Regions from separate parts of the Ovis aries genome. Here region 2 is linked to region 1. Evidence: chromatin contacts called from public Hi-C data. All regions are on one chromosome and are shown on one strand. The core of a region is the stretch at or near the end of the contact, and the rest is flanking DNA. Distances in the headings are between cores, read along the strand shown.

Region 1 (5,936 bases), core at 2,248-4,747:
TTTCTCATGTGAAGAAACATGGTCCCAGCTCATAACCAGAGCTAGCTCAAGCCATCTCTACCCCTGAGCCAGGGAGCAGCAGAGCACCTCGGTCAGCAGGCCCGGTGCCCAGCCCTTCTCACTGCTCACAGCCCCTGGGATCACGCACATGGACCCGATGCTGTGCCTGTGCCCACCCTCACATACACAAGGGGAAGCCTTCCTGCTGCTGGTCGTATCACCACTACACTAAGCCATGCTGAGAGAAGAGGGCTGAATAGCGGGAACCTCACGGGTTTCAGTGAAAAGGCCCAGGGGTGGTTCTCCAAAGCCATCAGGATGGTGAAGTGACTCACTGCTTCCCATCACATTTTTCAGAAATGTCCACTCCCCTGTCACATCCCTCCCCACTCCACCATCACATTCCTCCTTCCTCCACCAACATCACCCAGGTGAGCGTGCAGGCAAGCCTGGAGAGTGGAAGCCGCACTGTCTTCTTGAGCACTTGCGTCTGTGCTCAGTCATATCTGACCCTTTGCAATTCCATGGGCTGTAGCCCACCAGGTTCCTCTGTCCATGAGATTCTCCAGGCAAGAATACTGGAGTGGGTTGCCATTTCCTCCTCCAGGGGATCTTCTCTGCCCAGGGATCTAACCTGCGTCTCCTGTACCTCCTGCATTGGCAGGTAGATTCTTTACCACTGCTCCATCTGGAAAGCTGAGCACTGAAATCTCGTAATGCTCTCCTTGGCTTCCTTTCTCATTGGACACATTTTTCTGACACAGATCTGAGTCATGCGCTTTTTCAAAACCATGGTCTCAAGGTATATGGGTGTGTCACAGAGGGCCTCCCATTTAAAGGAAGGGCCATTATGGGTCCAGATAAGGAAACAGGGAGCGACTACCCTTCCAAGAGCCACCTTTCAGCCCACAATTAGGGAAGTGCTGTCCAGAGGCCTGTGGTCGTGGGCGTGCCCAGCACCAGCAGGCTGTCCGTGACCTCGGCTATGATACTGAGGCTCACTCCTCCTACCCCAACCTGCTTCACAACTCCATAGGAGGCCTGGGTTTCTCAGTCCTTTGACCTGCCTGCAAGGGTGACAGTTGACGCAGCAGCTTCCAAAGATGGCTTTGGATGGTCCTGGGTCTCCCTCGCCCCATGCGATAGCCAAAGGCTTTTGTTTGGGGGCTGAGCTCCTGGCTGGGTAGGTAGAAACAGAGAGCATGACAGTCTGAGGGCCTCAGCAGCAGGGCCAGAATTCGCATCTCGTCCTCCCCACCCAGATCTGCCGCCTGAAGCCCCGGGGCAGGCCCCTGCAGAGCTCGAGACTGCAGTGCAGCTCCAGGAAGGCACCCGCTCAAGAAATAATGCACAGGCCAGACGTGTGTTGGTTGAGGTGAACTGAATACAGGACTCATGGTAAAGGGAGCCTAGGAATGGACGGGAAGCGGGGGTGGGCCTCAAGAACAAAGGGTGAAGACCTCAGATCAGAAGAGGACAATGAGCAGGCTAGGGACAGCTCCAGGCACAAATGCAGAAAGACCCTGTCCCTGCTGAGCACAGTTACACAGGGGAGGCTTGACAGACACCGGTTTACCTTATAGGCTTTCACAAACCGGACAAAGACGGGGAAGAAGACAGACGGGGGTGTCGTCTTGGGGTTTTCTCCAAAATACTTCACCACGTCATCAAAGGCATCCTGTGAAAAAGTGAATTTCTCTTAAATGTCATTTTTTCCAGCATGTGAACTTGGGAAAGAGCTGCAGGGGCCCCTGCAACTCTCTGGCCTCTGCTCTCCCTCACCTCCCATGATTCTCCACAGCCTGTGTTAAGGCAACCCAAAGCCATCCCTGGGAACTCCTGCCACTTTACACACAGACACACACACACACACACACACACACAGTCACACACAGACACACACACACAGTCACACACACAGACACACACAGACACACATACACGAGGAGCTTCTCCTTACAAGAGTGTCCTCAGGCCATGGGAGGACTCCTTAAAGTCGACCAAGTCAGAAGGGACCTTAGAAACTGGTCAGACTCCAGCTCACTGCTTCCACACTCCTTCCAGGGGTCCCACAGCAGGGCACTCATGTCTTTGCCCAAATCCTCCTGGGACACAAGGCAGCCAGCCTCACACGGGAGCCAGCCCAACACGTCTGCTTCCTGGGTTCCCCTGACACAGCCTCCCCTTTCTGTGATGGTGTCCAGTCCACTCTGGCTGCTTCTCAAGTACGTAACTTGACCCCCAGTGTGGCGAAAGATTGCAAGGTCAAGTCCCACAGAAACCCAACACACTGCAAACACTGCTCTGCTGAGCACAGGCCAGACGTGTATTGGTTGAGGTGAACTGAATACAGGACTCATGGTAAAGGGAGCCTAGGGATGGATGGGAAGCAGGGGTGGGCCTCAAGAAAAACTCAGATTAGAAGAGGACAATGAGCAGGCCAGGGACATCTCCAGGCACAAATGCAGAAAGACCCTATCCCTGCTGAGCACAGTTACACAGGGTATCTATCCTCAGCAGACAGAGGGGAATTTACCCCCCATTGTCAGGACAGGACCCCAGGTGGCTTTACGGAATCCAATTCCTTCTTCTTCACGGAGGTCGGGGACACAGACACTGACCTGGGCAATCTTGGCATCGTCCTGCAGCTTCTTCAGCTTCCCCTCATTGTTGAAGATGAACTCCTTCAACAGCGTGTTGTGGTCATGCATGGTGTACTCCCTCTTGGTCAAGTCCATGCCCCTCTGCAGCTCCTTGACGTCCAGTAAAACATTCTCGAGGGACACTGAAGTAGGGAAAGCAAGGTGACTTCAGTGGGAAAGGTCAAAGCCACAGTGAATTCTCACTGGGAAGCCGACTCCTCAGTGGGCTACCAGGGTTATGCAAGAGCCTGGGATCTGGTTTCCAGTCTTCAGTGAAGAGAGGCTTCCATAGCAGGGATTTACTAAGCGCTCACCATCAAGCACTGCAGTAAACCCCTTATATGCACTAATTCATTTGTACCATCAGCCCACGTTGCTGACGAGGAAAAGCAGCACGAAGAAGTCACACGGGCTTCCTCATGTCACAAGCTAGGAGGTGGCAGAGATGGAGTCTGGATAACAAATAACGGACCCCAAATCTTGTGTTTGTTTCCAACTATTCCACTCCTCTTACTGGATGTGATAACCTATTGCTTAGCCTATAGGCTCAGAGGTTCCTTAACTGACTGGCCCAAGAGCTTATCCTCTAAGCGGTGAGTGAAGTGAAGTGAAGTGAAGTGAAGTGAAGTGAAGTGAAAGTCACTCAGTCGTGTCTGACTCTTTGTGACCCCATGGACTGTATAGTCCATGGAATTCTCTAGGCCAGAATACTGGAGTGGGTAGCCTTTCCCTTCTCCAGGGGATCTTCCCAACCCAGGGATCAAACCCAGGTCTCCCACATTGCAGGCAGATTCTTTACCAGCTGAGCCACAAGGGAAGCCCTTGAACTCTTCTGCATTTCTATGACTCTCCAGCAGGGGGCAGCATTTCACCTACTGAATTTCAGTTGTCCTGACCACCAGGACCCAAAGCAACCTGGAACAGCTTCTTTTTGCTAACAACCCTTCCGTGCTTCAGAAGGGATTATGAGCAGGAATCTTTCCATCTGCAGGGTAGCCATCCGCCCAGGGAGGCTTCACCCCTGCAGCCTCTTGCAGGAGGTCCGAGCCCCACCTCCGGCTCCCCATTCCCTGACTCAGCTCTGCACAGGGAGGAATTATAGAACAAAGTAGCATGTTTTTCCCGAGCTAGACCCACACTGTGTTATTCATCTCTGACTCCTCAGTGCTTAGGCCAGTAACAAGTACAAAGCAGGAACTCAAAAAAGGTTTCCTGGCTAAAGGAAGGAGTGAATGAATAAACGAGGGGCGGGATAAAGAATCTGTCACATATCAAACTTAAAAAGGCATTCCAATATACATTAGGTGCAGACAAGTACTGTTTGATTTCATTTTATATGAGATATCTAGAATAGTCAAATTCAGAGAGTCAGAAAGTACATTGGTAGAGGCCAGGGGTTGGGGGTGGGGTGGGGAGGGGACAAAGGATGGGCAGTTAGTGTTTAATGGGGACAGAGATTCAGTTTAGGAAAGGGAAAAATTCAGGAGACGGATCATGGTGAGAGCTGCGCAGCAAAGTGAATGTACTTACACATCCACACTGATCAGTGTCCCTGGACTGCACGGGTGAATATAGTTAAACGGTACTTTTTAATATTACATGACTTCTACCACAGTAAAAATAAATGAATAGATAAAGGAATCCACGTGGGCCCCAGAGTGAGAATGCAGAAAACAAGTCTGTCAGAGAGCACCTCAATCTCCCCAATCTCCCCCACTGGGTTTTTTGAAATGACACTTTAGGGGAATCTCATTTGGGCCAAAATGAGCTATAGGAAATTTTTAAACTTGTTTTTTCTTAATTAGAATTGTGATGCTAAAACCCCTTAATTTAGACAAAGGGAAACTTGAAAAGGAAGGAAATCACTCCACCAGAAGAGAAATGCATATGAGCAGACAACCTGAGTTCAAGTTCCTTTCGCTTTTAAATTATTATTATTTATTTATTGCCGCGCTGACTTCTCCTGTTGCGGCGCACAGGCTCAGTAGTTGTGGCACACGGGCTTCATTGTGCCGTGGCTTGTGGGATCTTCCTGGACATGGGATCAAGCCCATGTCTTATGCACTGGCAGGCAGCTTCCTAAAACCACTAGACCACCAGGGGAGTTCCTTGAGCTGTGTTTCTATCACTTTCTAGCCATGTATCCTTGGTAAAGGCATTTAATCTATAAAAAATGTCAAGTTTTCTCACTTGAAACATAAGGATTCTATTACCCAGTACAGAGCCACAATCTCAGGGTCATTGGTGATTTATACAAAAAAATTCCCAACTGTCACAGCAACGAGAATTACTGATAATTTCTGATAATTCAGGCTAAACACAAACGTTTAGAACTGCCACACCTGTGCAAGTAGGACGGCACAAAATTTAATTAAAGAATTTGTTGGGGCTGAATCTTAGATTCTCATTCTCTTACGTCAAATAACAGCAACAGGGACTTCCCTGGTGTTCCAGTGAAGACTCCATGCTTCCAGTGCAGAGGGACACAGGTTTGATCCCTAGTCGGGGAACTAAGAACCCACATGCTGAGAGGCATACCCAAAAAGTGAAAAAAAAAAGAAAATGACAGGAACAGAATAAAAAGGGCAACAGATGGAAGAGGGAAGTCGCATGAGCCCCAAAGACCTGGATCTTTATAAAGAGGACACTAAGGTCACCTTTATGTGCATGTTTGTTATTGATCCCAGGAATGGGCAGCACCATAGCCAATGTGTTTCAGCTCAGAGCCTCTGATATTTTAGCCTCACTCTCATAGAAGGGTTCTGAGGAGTGCTATTTACACAGGGAATGGTTCCCCCATGACTCAAGGCATTTACACCCAACAGTAATGTTAAAAGCTGAAGTTGAGTACCTGCAGCAGCTTTCTCCACATAATGAAGCTCATTATAAAAGAGGGACACTTGTTGATATTTTTCTTTTACGACATTGGATATATAGTGCAAAAGCGTTTGCTTTCGGTCCGTTGACTTCGTATCTAAGAGCTGAAAACCAGAGGGGACACAGGTTAGAGTAAAGATGACATCCTCCCACTCAGAATAAACACCTGTGCACAGGAACCCCAGAGGAGACGGAAAACACCCCCACAGGAGAGTCAGCTTGGTTCTCACGTGAACCAGCCCATGGATTATTAAGTGACAAGAGGACTTCATGACCAGGGGATACACCCAACTTCAGAGACGACTCTAAGCACGAGAGCCGTTCACATTTCTCTCCTCACGGGAACTCCTTGTCCCCATCCGCCCCACCGCCTCCCCGGTGCTTACAAGCAGCAAGACTCCAGGCTCTGCTCCCCAA
Region 2 (5,936 bases), core at 2,141-4,640, 150 kb after region 1:
AAGGCATCCACTAGAAGCAAAATTCAGACCTTCCTAAGTACCAAAAATCATCCTTTAGTAATTAAAGAACAAAGTAGATAAGTATAACAAATACATTTCTTTTTTTCATAACACTGCATTATAGTATGCAAAGCACAAAAGAGGACCTACTGTATGATGTCTGGTAAGGCAGAATTCTAAGATAGCCCCCAGGATACCTGCTCTCTGGTACACATGAACAGACAGAACTGACCGTCCTGAATCCTGTCCCCTCTGGAGCATGAGAACAAATTATGAATGTGATAGAAAAGGTCATTAGGTTACACTGTATGGCAAAGGTAAAGACAGAGGTTAGCCTAGGTGGGTCTGATCTCATCAGACAACTCAAGACTCTACAGTGAGAGAACAAAGTAGTCAGAAAAATTCAAAGCAGCACAGACATTCTCCTGTTGGACTTGAAGAGGCCAGCAGGACATACAGAGAAGGCCATGTGCCAAGGTATGGTGGGCAGCTTCTAGGAGATGACTCCCACAGTCACCAGGAAGTGAACCCTGTTAACCAGGGAGTTCAGAAGAGGACCCTGAGCCTCAGGTGAGATCACAGCCTGGCCCACCCCCTGATTTCAGCTTACTGAGATTCTGGGCAGAGGACTCAGCTAAGACAAGCCCAACTCCCTGGTGCAGGAAATAATAAATAAGAGATAATAACTTTGTGTTAAGTTACTTAGTCTGTGGTAGTTTTTGTGCAGCAATAGAAAACATGAAAGTATACCACTTTCATATAAGAAAGAAGAAAATACTAATGTGTCCACTGATTTGTGCATTATACATATATAAAATAAATACATACATATAGGAAGGATAAGCCAAGAGGTAATGAAATTATTTACCTTCAGAGAGAGGGTGGGAATGGGGTGAAAAGAATGAGAGAATGGGAAAGAGGTAGAAGGGACAAAGAGGAAATGACACTTTCTGAACACACTTTTAGAAAGGCAATATTTCATATACTTTCACGATAAATAAATAACTAAAAATCAGCTAGGATGGGGCTTCCCAGGTGGCATTACTGGTAAAGAATACACCTAAAATGCAGCAGATGCAAGAGACCAGGGTTTGATCCCTGGGTGGGGAAGATCTCCTGGAGAAGGAAATGGCAACCCACTCCATCATTCTTGCCTGGAGAATTTCATGGACAGAGGAACCCCGTGGACTATGGGGCCACAAAGAGTCGGACACAACTGAGCACTTGTCAGCAGTCAGCAGGGTATGGCAGCAATCGGAACAAAACAGTAATAAGTGAATGTAGCTAAATAAAAATCAACAACAAAAGCCCACCAAAGTAGGTAAAGAAAAGAACTAACCCAAATAACTTTGGTCAACACTAGTTTGACTAAATATTCTGATTTCGCGGAAAAATAAATTGTCCACAAACAGTGTTAACTTAGCTAGTAAATTTGTTTCTCACAAGGGTATATGCTAGCATTCTGAAACTACTTTATATGTAGCTGAGGAGTGCACACATAAATAGATATTAATATGTTTTGGCTACAAACGCCAGGTTTCTCACTTTCGGAGAAAGGAGTTACAATTAAGGGTGAAAGCTAGAATGAGCCCTGGAGTTTATAACTCTTCACTTCATCTGCTGAGGACCTAAAATTAATAATGTCTCAGTGGCAATGCCTTTCTCGCTTTTTGAAGAAATGGCTGATTCTATGGCTGGAGCAGGAAAAATTCAGGATGAGCCTGGGATATCTTATGCTGTCAGAAAGTTAAAACGACTCCTAAAAAATGATGGGAATATGTCAAAAGGACACAGGACCTAAATTTAAGGGACTCCCAATGGCCACATCTAGAACAATCTGAGCAACACCAACAAATGATAGTAGGAGATTATAACTCTTAGGAAAATATCCACAAATCTGTACTGATACAAATAATTGAATAAACAATGAGGGAACAAGCAACAGCTCTTCCTCACTAAAGCAGAATGCCAACTAATAAATGAAGGATGGATGGCTGAAATTAAAAAACCACCATTTGGCAAGCAACACAGCAATAATTATTTCAGACAGGGAATCAATGGATGCTAAAATTAACGAGTAAAAGTAACACAACTTCAGAATAGCTACCCCTGTCAATCTCTAGTTTTAAACACTAAACAAATCATTCTGGTCAATTAACACTTGGTACATGCTATCTAGTCATGTCTGTGTATGCACCCATGTGCGCTGGGGGTATGTGTCAGCGCTGACAACTATGAGGTTTTTAGAGCATGAACATCGCATCAATCTTCAGAGTCCCTTTGTCTGGTCATGTGATCTTCATAGAACAGGAGCATGATAAAACTTACAGATGACATGTGCCTGTTACATCAAAGGCATTACCTGGAATTGCAGTGGAACTCAATGATATTCCAATCCTGAATGGCTCTCCTGTTGCCTCTTAATATTTTTAATAAAAGCTTTTCCTAAGAGAACTCTGAACTGCCCTTTACATTAAGAGACTGTATAGTATACAATAATAGAAGTATTACTAGCAGGCAGACAGCACAGCCAAATAAGGTGTTTCAGTGAAGAATCCCCAAGTGTTCCACATATTCTTCAAATGTTTTCTTTTTGTTAATCGACCTGAGCTAAAACAAAATAGCTGACTTTGTAGAAGTGACTCACATGTTCCACACATACTACCTACAACTCAACAGGTGTACAGTAAATATCTGTCATATAAATAAAACCTGCATGGCCCTGATCATGTGTTTTCAGAACCAAGAGTCCCAAAGCGGACCACGTCACTGCTCTAACAGGCTTACAACATAGGACTTTCTTCGACAAGAGCCAAGGGACATGACATAGTGCACTTCATAAAACCTTTCATTCTGAATCAAATTTAAAATCATTATGAACTCACTGTGCAATTGTTTGGTGGGTAAAAACTCATTCACCACAATGAGATTAACATTTTTTAAACTGTTCATTAAATCCAAATGATAATTCTCAAATCAATTTCATTCCGTGGCTCTCTGAAAGGAAAGAAACTAGCAGCAAATTAAGAAGTGTTTATTGAATACCATGTGTTTCTGAAGCCAACTTGAAACACTACTGAAACTGAAAACATTGGAATATTATCATCTCAGTGGTAGTTTCTCTATAAATTTGGCTCCCATCGCACTTAGTGCAGTTTATAAGCCTTATTTTACAATCAGATTTGTTCTGTACTTGGTCGCTTTTTAACAGTTCTGTCCTTTGTGTTGAAAACAGTGCTTGTTATTTGGGGTCAGATCTTGAGAGTGAACTAGGAAGTACAGCAACACTGCGGTCAATGGCCCTTTAACATTTTGGTCCAACCAATCACTCTACAAAAGGGAAAGCTCACAGCTTCCTGAAGATGGCCCCCTTCCTCCGGCCTCACACTGGCCGGCCCTTGTTTATATATCAGGCAGTTTTCCAGAGACCTCAGTCTGACTTACCCAGCGCTGCATCCTTCCTGGGGAAGATGGTTAAAAGGGTTCACCAGGATCTGCAGCTGGCTTTCTTTATTTGTAAATCAACAATGTGCATTTTCTTTTGTTTTTAACCAAGCCTGTGTCCTCACCAAGCCAGTAGCCTATATGAGCCGAATGATTTGGTAATACTTGAAATGGGTATTCATGCTTTTCTAAGAAAAATTGCAAGATTCTAATTGCCAGCTACTCTACATGCCCAAATGAAAACTGACTGAGACATTCATTTTATCAGCACCTTAGTCTCTTTTTACCTAGTACACATTCTTCTAGAAAGGACAGCTGAGTTTTAAAAGATTCTTCTATTTTTCCTTATAAAGAACATTTTCAGAACTCTCAGGCATTACTTAAAAGGGAAAAAAGACATTAAACTGGAAGCTTATCCAATCCTCAATTTAAAATAAGGACAAGTTCAGTGAGAAAATAGTTCCACCTCTCAACTTCCTCTTCCTTAAGAACACTTTCCATAATTGCACAACAATCTCAGCCTTCTTTAAGTTTCTGTAGTTCTTACAGACTGCACCATACCATCTGTAACTTATTCTTACAATACCTATTTAAATCATTAACTGCTTCTAATCATTGCTTTAAAATGAATCTCTCGCTAATCTAACAACATTATACATTCTTTAAAGCTAGGAAACAAACATCTACTCTCCTACTCAAGGTTATGGCTGGTATCCTATTGGGCAGTACTAGGGAAAGAATTTCTGTTGACTCTGTTTTCATGAATATTGTTAGAGAGGCAATGAAATAATCTTGCAAAACAATGTGAAAGGGGAACAAAAAACAGAACAATCACTAATATCTCAGTTATTTTCTTTTTTCCATGAGTACTGCTTCATAATAATGAATATTGCTTCTTGTTAAAAAAAATATCAATTCAGTTCAGTCACTCAGTTGTGTCCGACTCTTTGCGACCCCATGAATCGCAGAACGCCAGGCCTCCCTGTCCATCACGAACTCCAGGAGTTCCCTCAGACTCACGTCTATCAAGTCGGTGATGCCATTCAGCCATCTCATCCGCTGTCATCCCCTTCTCCTACTCTCAATCTTTCCCAGTATACGGGTCTTTTCTAATGAGTCAGCTCTTCGCATCAGGTGGCCAAAGTACTGGAGTTTCAGCTCCAAACTCAGTCCTTCCAATGAACACCCAGGATTGATCTCCTTTAGGATGGACTGGTTGGATCTCCTTGCAGTCCAAGGGACTCTCAAGAGTCTTCTCCAACACCACAGTTCAAAACCATCAATTCTTCAGCGCTCAGCTTTCTTCACAGTCCAACTCTCACATCCATACATGACCACTGGAAAAACCATAGCCTTGACTAGATGGACCTTTGTTGGCAAAGTAATGTCTCTGCTTTTGAATATGCTATCTAGGTTGGTCATAACTTTCCTTCCAAGGAGTAAGTGTCTTTTACTTTCATGGCTGCAATCACCATCTGCAGTGATTTTGGAGCCCCAAAAAATTAAGTCAGCCACTGTTTCCCCATCTATTTCCCATGAAGTGATGGGACCGGATGCCATGATCTTCGTTTTCTGAATGTTGAGCTTTAAGCCAACTTTTTCAGTCTCCTCTTTCACTTTCATCAAGAGGCTCTTTAGTTCTTCTTCGCTTTCTGCCATAAGGGAGGTATCATCTGCATATCTTAGGTTACTGACATTTCTCCTGGCAATCCTGATTTCAGCTTGTGCTTCCTCCAGCCCAGTGTTTCTCATGATGTACTCTGCATATAAGTTAAATAAGCAGGGTGACAATAGACAGCCTTGACGTACTCCTTTCACTATTTGGAACCAGTCTATTGTTCCATGTCCAGTTGGAACTGTTGCTTCCTGACCTGCATACAGGTTTCTCAAGAGGCAGGTCAGGTGGTCTGGTATTCCCATCTCTTTCAAAATTTTCCACAGTTTCTTGTGATCCACACAGTCCAAGGCTTTGGCATAGTCAATAAAGCAGAAATAGATGTTTTTCTGGAACTCTCTTCCTTTTTCCATGATCCATCAGATGTTGGCAATTTCATCTTTGGTTCCTCTGCCTTTTCTAAATCCAGCTTGAACTTCTGCAAGTTCATGGTTAACATATTGCTGAAGCCTGGCTTAGAGAATTTTGAGCATTACTTTACTAGTGTGTAAGATGAGTGCAATTGTGTGGTAGTTTGAGCATTCCTTGGCATTGCTTTTCTTTGGGATTGGAATGAAAACTGACCTTTTCCAGTCCTGTGGCCACTGCTGAGTTTTCCAAATGTGCTGGCATATTGAGTGCAGCACTTTCACAGCATCATCTTTCAGTGTTTGAAATAGCTCAACTGGAATTCCATCACCTCCACTAGCTTTGTTCATAGTGATGCTTCCTAAGGTCCACTTGACTTCACATTCCAGGATGTCTGACTTCAGGTGAGTGATCACACTATCATGATTATCTGGGTCGTGAAAATCTTTTTTGTACAGTTCTTCTATAT

Evidence for each region. Hi-C and Micro-C count contacts between places; a contact is called where the count stands out from the background.
Region 2: a contact with region 1 is called in a Hi-C map of hypothalamus, with 4 times the contacts expected there. The contact joins two enhancer-like sites. A contact is called at or near these places in 2 of 16 Hi-C or Micro-C datasets (hypothalamus and tail adipose tissue).

Annotation. Positions count from the first base shown.
Region 1 is chr2:156,978,049-156,983,984 of ARS-UI_Ramb_v3.0, forward strand. FMNL2 (formin like 2) reads right to left here. Exons shown (of 26, transcript XM_060409919.1): 20 at 5,494-5,623; 21 at 2,622-2,785; 22 at 1,577-1,678. Among named protein-coding and RNA genes, the nearest start is that of PRPF40A, 77 kb to the left of the region's middle. Within about 2 kb of position 3,498, at least 11 of the 54 cell types and tissues checked have an H3K27ac peak or open chromatin away from gene starts, as enhancers often do. A contact at or near this core is called in hypothalamus, where this site is marked.
Region 2 is chr2:157,130,846-157,136,781 of ARS-UI_Ramb_v3.0, forward strand. The region is part of intron 1 of FMNL2 (formin like 2); the gene reads right to left. Among named protein-coding and RNA genes, the nearest start is that of FMNL2, 160 kb to the right of the region's middle. Within about 2 kb of position 3,391, at least 11 of the 54 cell types and tissues checked have an H3K27ac peak or open chromatin away from gene starts, as enhancers often do. A contact at or near this core is called in hypothalamus, where this site is marked.